Linked DNA regions of Mus musculus: region 1 is linked to region 2. The links are chromatin contacts, called in public HiChIP or PLAC-seq maps. All regions are on one chromosome and are shown on one strand. The core of a region is the stretch at or near the end of the contact, and the rest is flanking DNA. Distances in the headings are between cores, read along the strand shown.

Region 1 (3,688 bases), core at 783-3,282, 270 kb after region 2:
GGGAGATCTAAGGCAGACGATCCAGCACCTAAGAGTGGAGACAGATCAGCAGGGCTTCAAGGCCAGCCCCCGCTACCTGTTTATAAGGAAATAAATATTAAATAGTGCTATGATTAAAATACTGAGTGTTTTCCAAAGGTCAAGTTGAACTCTCTCAACATAGCAATGTCATCAGCTGTTACTAGCTGATTCCTCACTCGCTGACACTTCCTTGATATTCGTAAGTGGTAGGTTAGAAGGTAGAGAAACCAGACCAGCTAACTTCAGAAGCTCTGCTGCAGACTGGCAGACTCTGCTTGCTAGCCTCCAGAAGTACATCAGAACTTGTGCTGAGCAAGAGGCTTAAAAATCAAACACAGCAAATGCAAAACCACCCAGGGATAGAAAAAGCCCTGAAGTCTGCTTTCACCCCCACAGCAAGGCTACACCCTGCCACTGCCCACCCCAGCAAGGCTACACCCTGCCACTGCCCACCCCAGCAAGGCTACACCCTGCCACTGCCCACCCCAGCAAGGCTACACCCTGCCACTGCCCACCCCAGCAAGGCTACACCCTGCCACTGCCCACCCCAGCAAGGCTACACCCTGCCACTGCCCACCCCAGCAAGGCTACACCCTGCCACTGCCCACCCCAGCAAGGCTACACCCTGCCACTGCCCACCCCAGCAAGGCTACACCCTGCCACTGCCCACCCCAGCAAGGCTACACCCTGCCACTGCCCACCCCAGCAAGGCTACACCCTGCCACTGCCCACCCCAGCAAGGCTACACCCTGCCACTGCCCACCCCAGCAAGGCTACACCCTGCCACTGGCCTATGGCACTGCGTCTCTGGGCCACAGCTGCCTTCCGATGGTCTGTCCCTCTGGGAATGGCTGTTGGCTTAGGGGGTTTCGGCCATTCAGCTGCTCTTTGCTTAACTCTAAGACCTTCCCCGTGCAACAGATTCATCTTAATAGTAGCAATTACCTGGACTGGGTGAGCTGGGTCGGGTGTAAAGGTGCTTGCCCCAAAGTCTGACAGTCTAACTTCAGTCCCCGGGACCCACACGGTGGAAGGAAAGAATGGACTCCGAGAAGTCGTCCTCTGACCTCCACACATGCACCACAGCATGTGTTGCACACACAGTAGTTTTTAAGAGATTTTTAACTTTCATACCGGCATTTCACAAATCCCAAACCTTCCCCTCCACCTCCCTCCCCCCACCCCGTACTTGGGAGAGTGAAAGGAGGATCACAAGTGTGGGGCTAGCCTGAGCTACATAGCCTGAGCATTACACTTTTGTAATGTAAAAACAATGTAATGTAAAAATGTCAAAAACAAGAACAAACAAAAATGTGGGAAGAATCCAAGTTGATATCTTAGACAATGTAACAAGCGACCATCGGAAGCCCTTGAAGGACTTGTCACAATACATCTTGTTAAGCCCAAGCTCCAGGGTCCTCTGTAGGGCCAAGACTCTGGATATAGCAAACTCCCAGATGAGCCTGACAATGGTAGTAAACTTACACCACATTTACAGTCACTGTGTGTGTGTGTGCACGTGCATGTGCATGCATGTATGTATGTGTATGTTTCACTGTCTGCCTGTGTGTGTGTGTGTGTGTGTGTGTGTGTTTGTGTGTGTCTGTCCGTCTGTGTGTGTGTCTCACACATGAAAACACACAGTCTATGTACCACTGGGCTACAGTATCAGTTCAAAGACACAGCCACCGTTCAGACACCTCCAACAATTCCCTTCCAGAGATCAATCGCCTCTTCCTATCTCTGAGAAGCGCTAACATAAAATCTATTAGCTGAGCCAAAACCACAAGCCGGAATCGACGCAGATGTGGTAGCTTGTATTATCTAATTCTGGATGAGCAGAATAATGCCAAGGCTAAGTGAACGGTGCCATTGCAGTGACAATAATTATTATCACCATTATTAAAATTAATTGGCCAATAAATCTTGATCAGAAGGATCAAGAGCAGATGCCAAACCCAAAGAGGTCAATTTCGGGATCAATCTGAGCCGAGCTCTCTCCTGCCCTGAAGCCTCTTAACAGGGCAAACAGAGCAGGGGGGGGGGGGTGTATCCAGCTATCTGGAAGAAGGCAGCAAGAATTTCTGGAATCCGTTATCTTCTCTGCCAGACCAAACACAGATTTCTCAAGCAACCCAGTAAATCAAAGAATACAAACCAACAGTCCCGAGAGGATACAGGGCTCTCCCACTACACCTCCCAGTCTGCTGCCTTTCCTCTCAGCTCTACAGGGATAGAGAAGGAACAAGGAAGAAAAGAGCTAAGTGGTTCCCCTCACAAAGCTTTGCAATGTTGAGATGCTTTCAAGCAACAAAGATGCCTCCCTATTCTGAAAAGAACGCTCAAAGAAAAGCCAGGAAGACACAGTGCCCAGGAGGAGAGCTGACAGAGCATAGGGGGAGTGTAGGAAGAGCCTCAGAGCAGGACTGTCTTTCATCGTCATCATCACCATCACCATTATTATGCATGTTTGTGTGTGTACATGTATACATATGTGTGCACAGGGGGATGTACATATGTATGGAAAGAAGTCAACCTTAGCTATAATTGCTCAAATGCTGTTCCTTACCAGCTATCCAGGATCTGGGGGCTTGCCCATTAGGCCAGACTGGCTAGCAAGGGAGCCCCAAGAAACCTGTTTCTTCCTCCCCAGATCTGGGATCAAAACCAAAGCCTAATAACCTGAGTTCAATTCCTGAGACCCACATGGCAGAAGGAGAGAACCACTCCCATGAGACGTCCCCTGACCTCCCTGCTTGCACACACGTATTCAAACAAATACATGTTTTAAGATGTTATTGCTTTAATGAATTAGTACACCAAAGCCAGGCATAGCAGTGCATGCCTTTAATTCTAGTATCTGAAAGGCAGAAGCGAAAAGATTAAGAGTTCAAGACATGTTGACTCCATATTTTGAGGCTAGCCTAGGCTACATGAAACCCTGTCTCAGAAAAAAAGAAAAAAGAAAAGAAAGAAAAGAATTAGCATATAACTAATAAAAATGCCATTTCCTCTCAAATAAATCATTAGTAGATAAGAATTTTAAATGCTTTCCGTGTTTCTGATGAAGCCAGCTTAGATAAGCATTTCATTTGGGGTTTTTTATAACGCCGGTTTCAAGTGATAATTACCAGGTAGTTATTAATAGCCGAAATGCTCAGCATGAAAAAGACCATCCTTTAGCTGTCGGTTTGTGTGGAGCTTTTGTTTGCAGCAGTGCTAGTCATCAGCCTCAGACTCCCGGGGATGCGGGTGTTCATCCTACTACTCAGCTCCATCCCCACCGCAAAAGACCACTCTCAGACCTTCTAACAGAAAGATAGAAGTATCCTGATTCATATACAAATGCAAGCGCTGTATGTTTTCAGAAAATGCTAATCTTAATATCAACCAAAAATAACTTGAAAATAAAAACTAAAGTCAGGCATAATGGTTTAAACTCATAATCTCGGAATATGAGAAGCTAAGGTTAACCTAGACTACATAGTGACTTCTAGGATACCCTGGGCTACTGAGTAGAACTTATCTCAAAAAAAAAAAAGAAAAAGGAAGGAAGGAGGAATGAGAGAAAGAAAGAAAGAAAGAAAGAAAGAAAGAAAGAAAGAAAGAAAGAAAGAAAGAAAGGAAGGAAGGAAGGAAGGAAGGAAGGAAGGAAGGAAGGAAGGAA
Region 2 (3,864 bases), core at 167-2,666:
TATATATATATATACACACATACATATATGTGTATATACATAGACATATGTATACACACACACACACATATATATACGTGTATATATATATATATATACACACACACATATTATATACATCAATTACAAATAACATTCTAATGTAATCACGCAAGAGATTCAACAAGTACTGAGGCATGCAAAAAATGTTCCTGTCAAACACCAAAGCTATAGTGATATACCGCTTAGTAAGATTAAGGAAAAAAAAGAAAAACACACTAGCATTAGGACATTCTATCAATGTAGTATTATAAATAAATAAATAAATAAATAAATAAATAAACAAACACTTTCTTCAAGCTACACATGGGTTCTATTTGCCAAGATCTATGACGCTTCTTTACTAACCAAAGTTATAACCGCTTACAAGCTCTCTGCCTGTACGTGGATTAGCAACGAGGACTGCTTCCATATATCTGTGGCCCAAACAAGCTTACATTCTAAATCTCTGAGTCATGAAAGTCTTACTGAAGCAAACGCTGTGCTCTTAAATATCACACTTCCATTAACTTCTAGGTAACACTGGGTTCCCTCTCCCAAATTCACACGAAATATGTATTTTTTTTTCCGTTCTCAGTAGTATGTCATTTGATGTCAATGATGGCACTGGATGCCCTAGAATATTTTCCATTTGGAAAAGATGCAAAATTTTCCACTCAAGACATGACAACCTGGCAAACTCATGCCTTTCACTTTCTAACTACCGGATGAAAACCTAAGCAAACTGGACTTTACTAAGCATTTGCTATGTAATAATCACTTCCACCGTATACCTCAGACAGCTGCAAAGGAAAGGTGGACTGAAAAGGGACCTGCATCGCGTGACAACTAGTGAGGCCCGATCCTCTCCTCCCACCTACAGGACCAAAGACCGGGGGCCAGGCGGAGGACGCTTATGCTTGAGCCGGGACATGGGCAGGACATGGGGGACAGCCACAATTACCGATGTTCCTGTGACCCTGCAACTGCTCCAGCGCCGCCCTCTCTTTGCGGAAACCATACTCCGCGGCCGAGGCCGCAGCCCCGGTGGTTCCCGGAGGCAGGAACTGCTTGAGGGCGCCGGGGGGCGAGCCCGGGGTACCGCAGCACCGCACCCGGTACACCGAGGCCGACGAGCCGCTGCCCAGGCGGCTCTGGACCTGCCACAGCCGCCCGAAGGCCTCCAGGAAGCGCGGCGGCTCGGCGCCCCACGCGCAGCCGGACCCCGCCATGGTGCGGGCTGGGCCGAGGACACGCGAGCCGACACGACGCGCCAGGCAGGCCCGCGGCGCCCGCCGTCACATCCCCGCCCGGACCCGCCGCTCCGCAGGGAGGGGCCTGCAGCGCTCCGACCGACTCCCCGGACCTCAGGCCGCCATGACACCGGAAGCCGGAGTGCACTCGGACCCAGCCGGAAGTGGGGGAAAGCCAATCCTAGAGGCTGAAGGAGGCGGGCCTAAGAGGGGCGGGGCCTCCAGGGGGAAAATTGTTTAGCACAAAACAACTGAGATATTAAACTTAATTATTAGAGATGGGGTGTAGCACAGTAGTAAAGTGCTTGCCTTGAATGCGCAAGGAAGGCCCTGGCTCCAGCAAAATATATGATTATTGATTTTTTTGTTTTATTTATCTTTAAAGAGTTATTATATTTGTATTTATATATTTGTGTATTTGTTCCTCATGTGTGCAGAAGTCAGAAGAAGGTGTAATATCTTTTGGTGCTGAAGTTACAGGAGATTGTGAGCTGCCGGGTTTGGGTGATGGGAACCAAAGTCCTGTCCTGGGGAAGATCAGTATTTCCTCATAGCCACTGAACTGTTTGTCTCTTGTGCAGCTATCTTATTTTCTATTACCTATTGTTTCAAGCTGAAAGCTACGTGCTTTCACATCTTCCTGATATCCATCATTACCACCTCCCTTTCTAATATAACTCCGATTTTCTTTGGAACAGTAATATACACAAAAGAAATACCTGGCCTCTCTCAGAAGTGGCTGTGACCACGCCCTCTCTCTAGTCAATAAGACCTTCCTGCATAACTAACAAGGATTTATTGGAAGATCTAACTTGACTCACTTAGATGTTGTGTTTTCTTCCCTGTTACTTCCTATCTCCTGCTTAAGAAAATAAGCGTAAAGCTAAAGACAGATTAGTTGGGGCTAGAGAAATGGCTTAGCAGCTAAGAGCACTGACTGCTCTTCCAGATCAGGGTTCAATTCCCAGCATCCACATGGCAACTCACGAGTGTCTATAACTCAAGTCCCAGAGCATCTGGCACTCTTACACAAACATGCAGGCAGAATTTCAGTGTATATAGAAATAAATAAATCTTAAAAAGCAAAACAAAAAATAAAGACAGATTAGTCATCCTGTTTATGAAGCAACTGAGAGAATAAAAGCAACATATTAATATATTAATTGGATGTGATCTATTGTGCCAAAAAGCCCAAAGTATGTTGTCTTAGATATGGAAGCATTCCCTTCTACAATTAATAATGCAGGGTTCTGCCAATCTCAGTGGACTTTTATCTTTGTGACCTATGTGTTTGCCTTGTCTTTCAGCATTTCATGGTTTTGAGAATGGGGAAAGAGACCAAAGAAGCACAAAAATAGCCAAAATGGTACTGAGTTTTCTGGTCGTATCCCATTAGCTAGTGCTTACCTAGTCATATGACCCAAGCTAGCTCCAGACAAGCTAGAAAATTCACATAAAATTCATAACTAATGGAAGAAGAGGAAACTGGGTGTATAGGGACAAATAAACGCAAGTCTAGATCATTCATGACCCAGAAGAAATGCAAAAGGTTTCTGGATCCTTGACAGCTTGGTAGAAATCCATTGTGCTTCCTAAAACCATCCTCCAGACTTCTTACTGGGGGGGGGCAGGGTGCCTATTTGATTAAAGAATCTTAATGTTTTAAAAACACAAGAGCTTTTATGCATATAAATATGCACAGTGTAGCATTTACCACATTAGTCATTTTTAAGTGTATAGGTAATATAAAATATTTTGACCTTGTGCAAACATTATCAACAAACATCTGAGGAACTTGTTCCATACATCTTGTAGAAACTAATCTCTCTTCTAATTAAACAAGCTGCCAACTCCTCTTTCCTTCAGCCCCTGACAATCTACCAGTTCATTTTAGTTCTTATATCCATAGTCCTCTTGTTAGTCTACTTGTTAACTTGTGTTAACGCAAGTGGCCATACAAATCACCATTCACAAACCACTCAGATTCACACAGATAACCTCATCATGACTGAATACAAATAACAGCTCATAACCCGAGGACCACTAACTGACCAAATGACATGAGATGAAGAGGGAGTGGGGCTTGACCTTAGCATCCACCATGCTCCAATTTCAGAAGGAAGTAGCCAGAACTAAAGTTGGCAACTGTGAATCATTAGGTCCCCATCTCCTGCTACTAGCTCTTCTACAAAGTCTTTTATTTAAGCAAACGGTGTGGGATATTGGATCACAGAAGCTGATTTGGTAGAGAGATAACCATGCCTTAGATCCTGTCTTGTGCACACACACACACACACACACACACACACACACACAGAGCTGCTAAATTCTTAGCATGTAGAAACTTGAAGATGATGTGAGACAATGGAACTAACTTCCTAAACTATGGATTTATATTCACTAATCTGTTAAATGCAGAGACTCCCTCCCTGTAAACCTAAGTTCAAATCCAGAGCACCTATGTAAAACAAAACAACCAAGCATGGGAGGCATGCCTGTAACCTCAGTGCTAGTAGTAGGACCTGTAGGGGCAGGAGGACAGCTAGGACTTGCTAGAAGTAGAAGAGGTGGTGCACCATCATGAGTCCCAAGA

Evidence for each region. HiChIP or PLAC-seq counts read pairs in DNA pulled down with a chosen protein or histone mark.
Region 1: a contact with region 2 is called in an H3K27ac HiChIP or PLAC-seq map of extraembryonic endoderm stem cells. The contact joins the enhancer-like site here to the promoter of Uhmk1 in region 2. A contact is called at or near these places in 2 of 39 promoter capture datasets (embryonic stem cells and liver) and 5 of 115 datasets of contacts at active chromatin or transcription factors (bone marrow-derived macrophages, embryonic stem cells, extraembryonic endoderm stem cells and 1 more).

What each region holds. Positions count from the first base shown.
Region 1 is chr1:170,483,194-170,486,881 of GRCm38.p6, forward strand. All of the region lies in intron 2 of Nos1ap (nitric oxide synthase 1 (neuronal) adaptor protein), which reads right to left. Among named protein-coding and RNA genes, the nearest start is that of Gm46171, 56 kb to the right of the region's middle. Within about 2 kb of position 2,033, at least 17 of the 459 cell types and tissues checked have an H3K27ac peak or open chromatin away from gene starts, as enhancers often do. A contact at or near this core is called in extraembryonic endoderm stem cells, where this site is marked.
Region 2 is chr1:170,213,991-170,217,854 of GRCm38.p6, forward strand. Uhmk1 (U2AF homology motif (UHM) kinase 1) reads right to left here and starts at 1,417. Exons shown (of 8, transcript NM_010633.4): 1 at 983-1,417. The coding sequence starts at 1,250.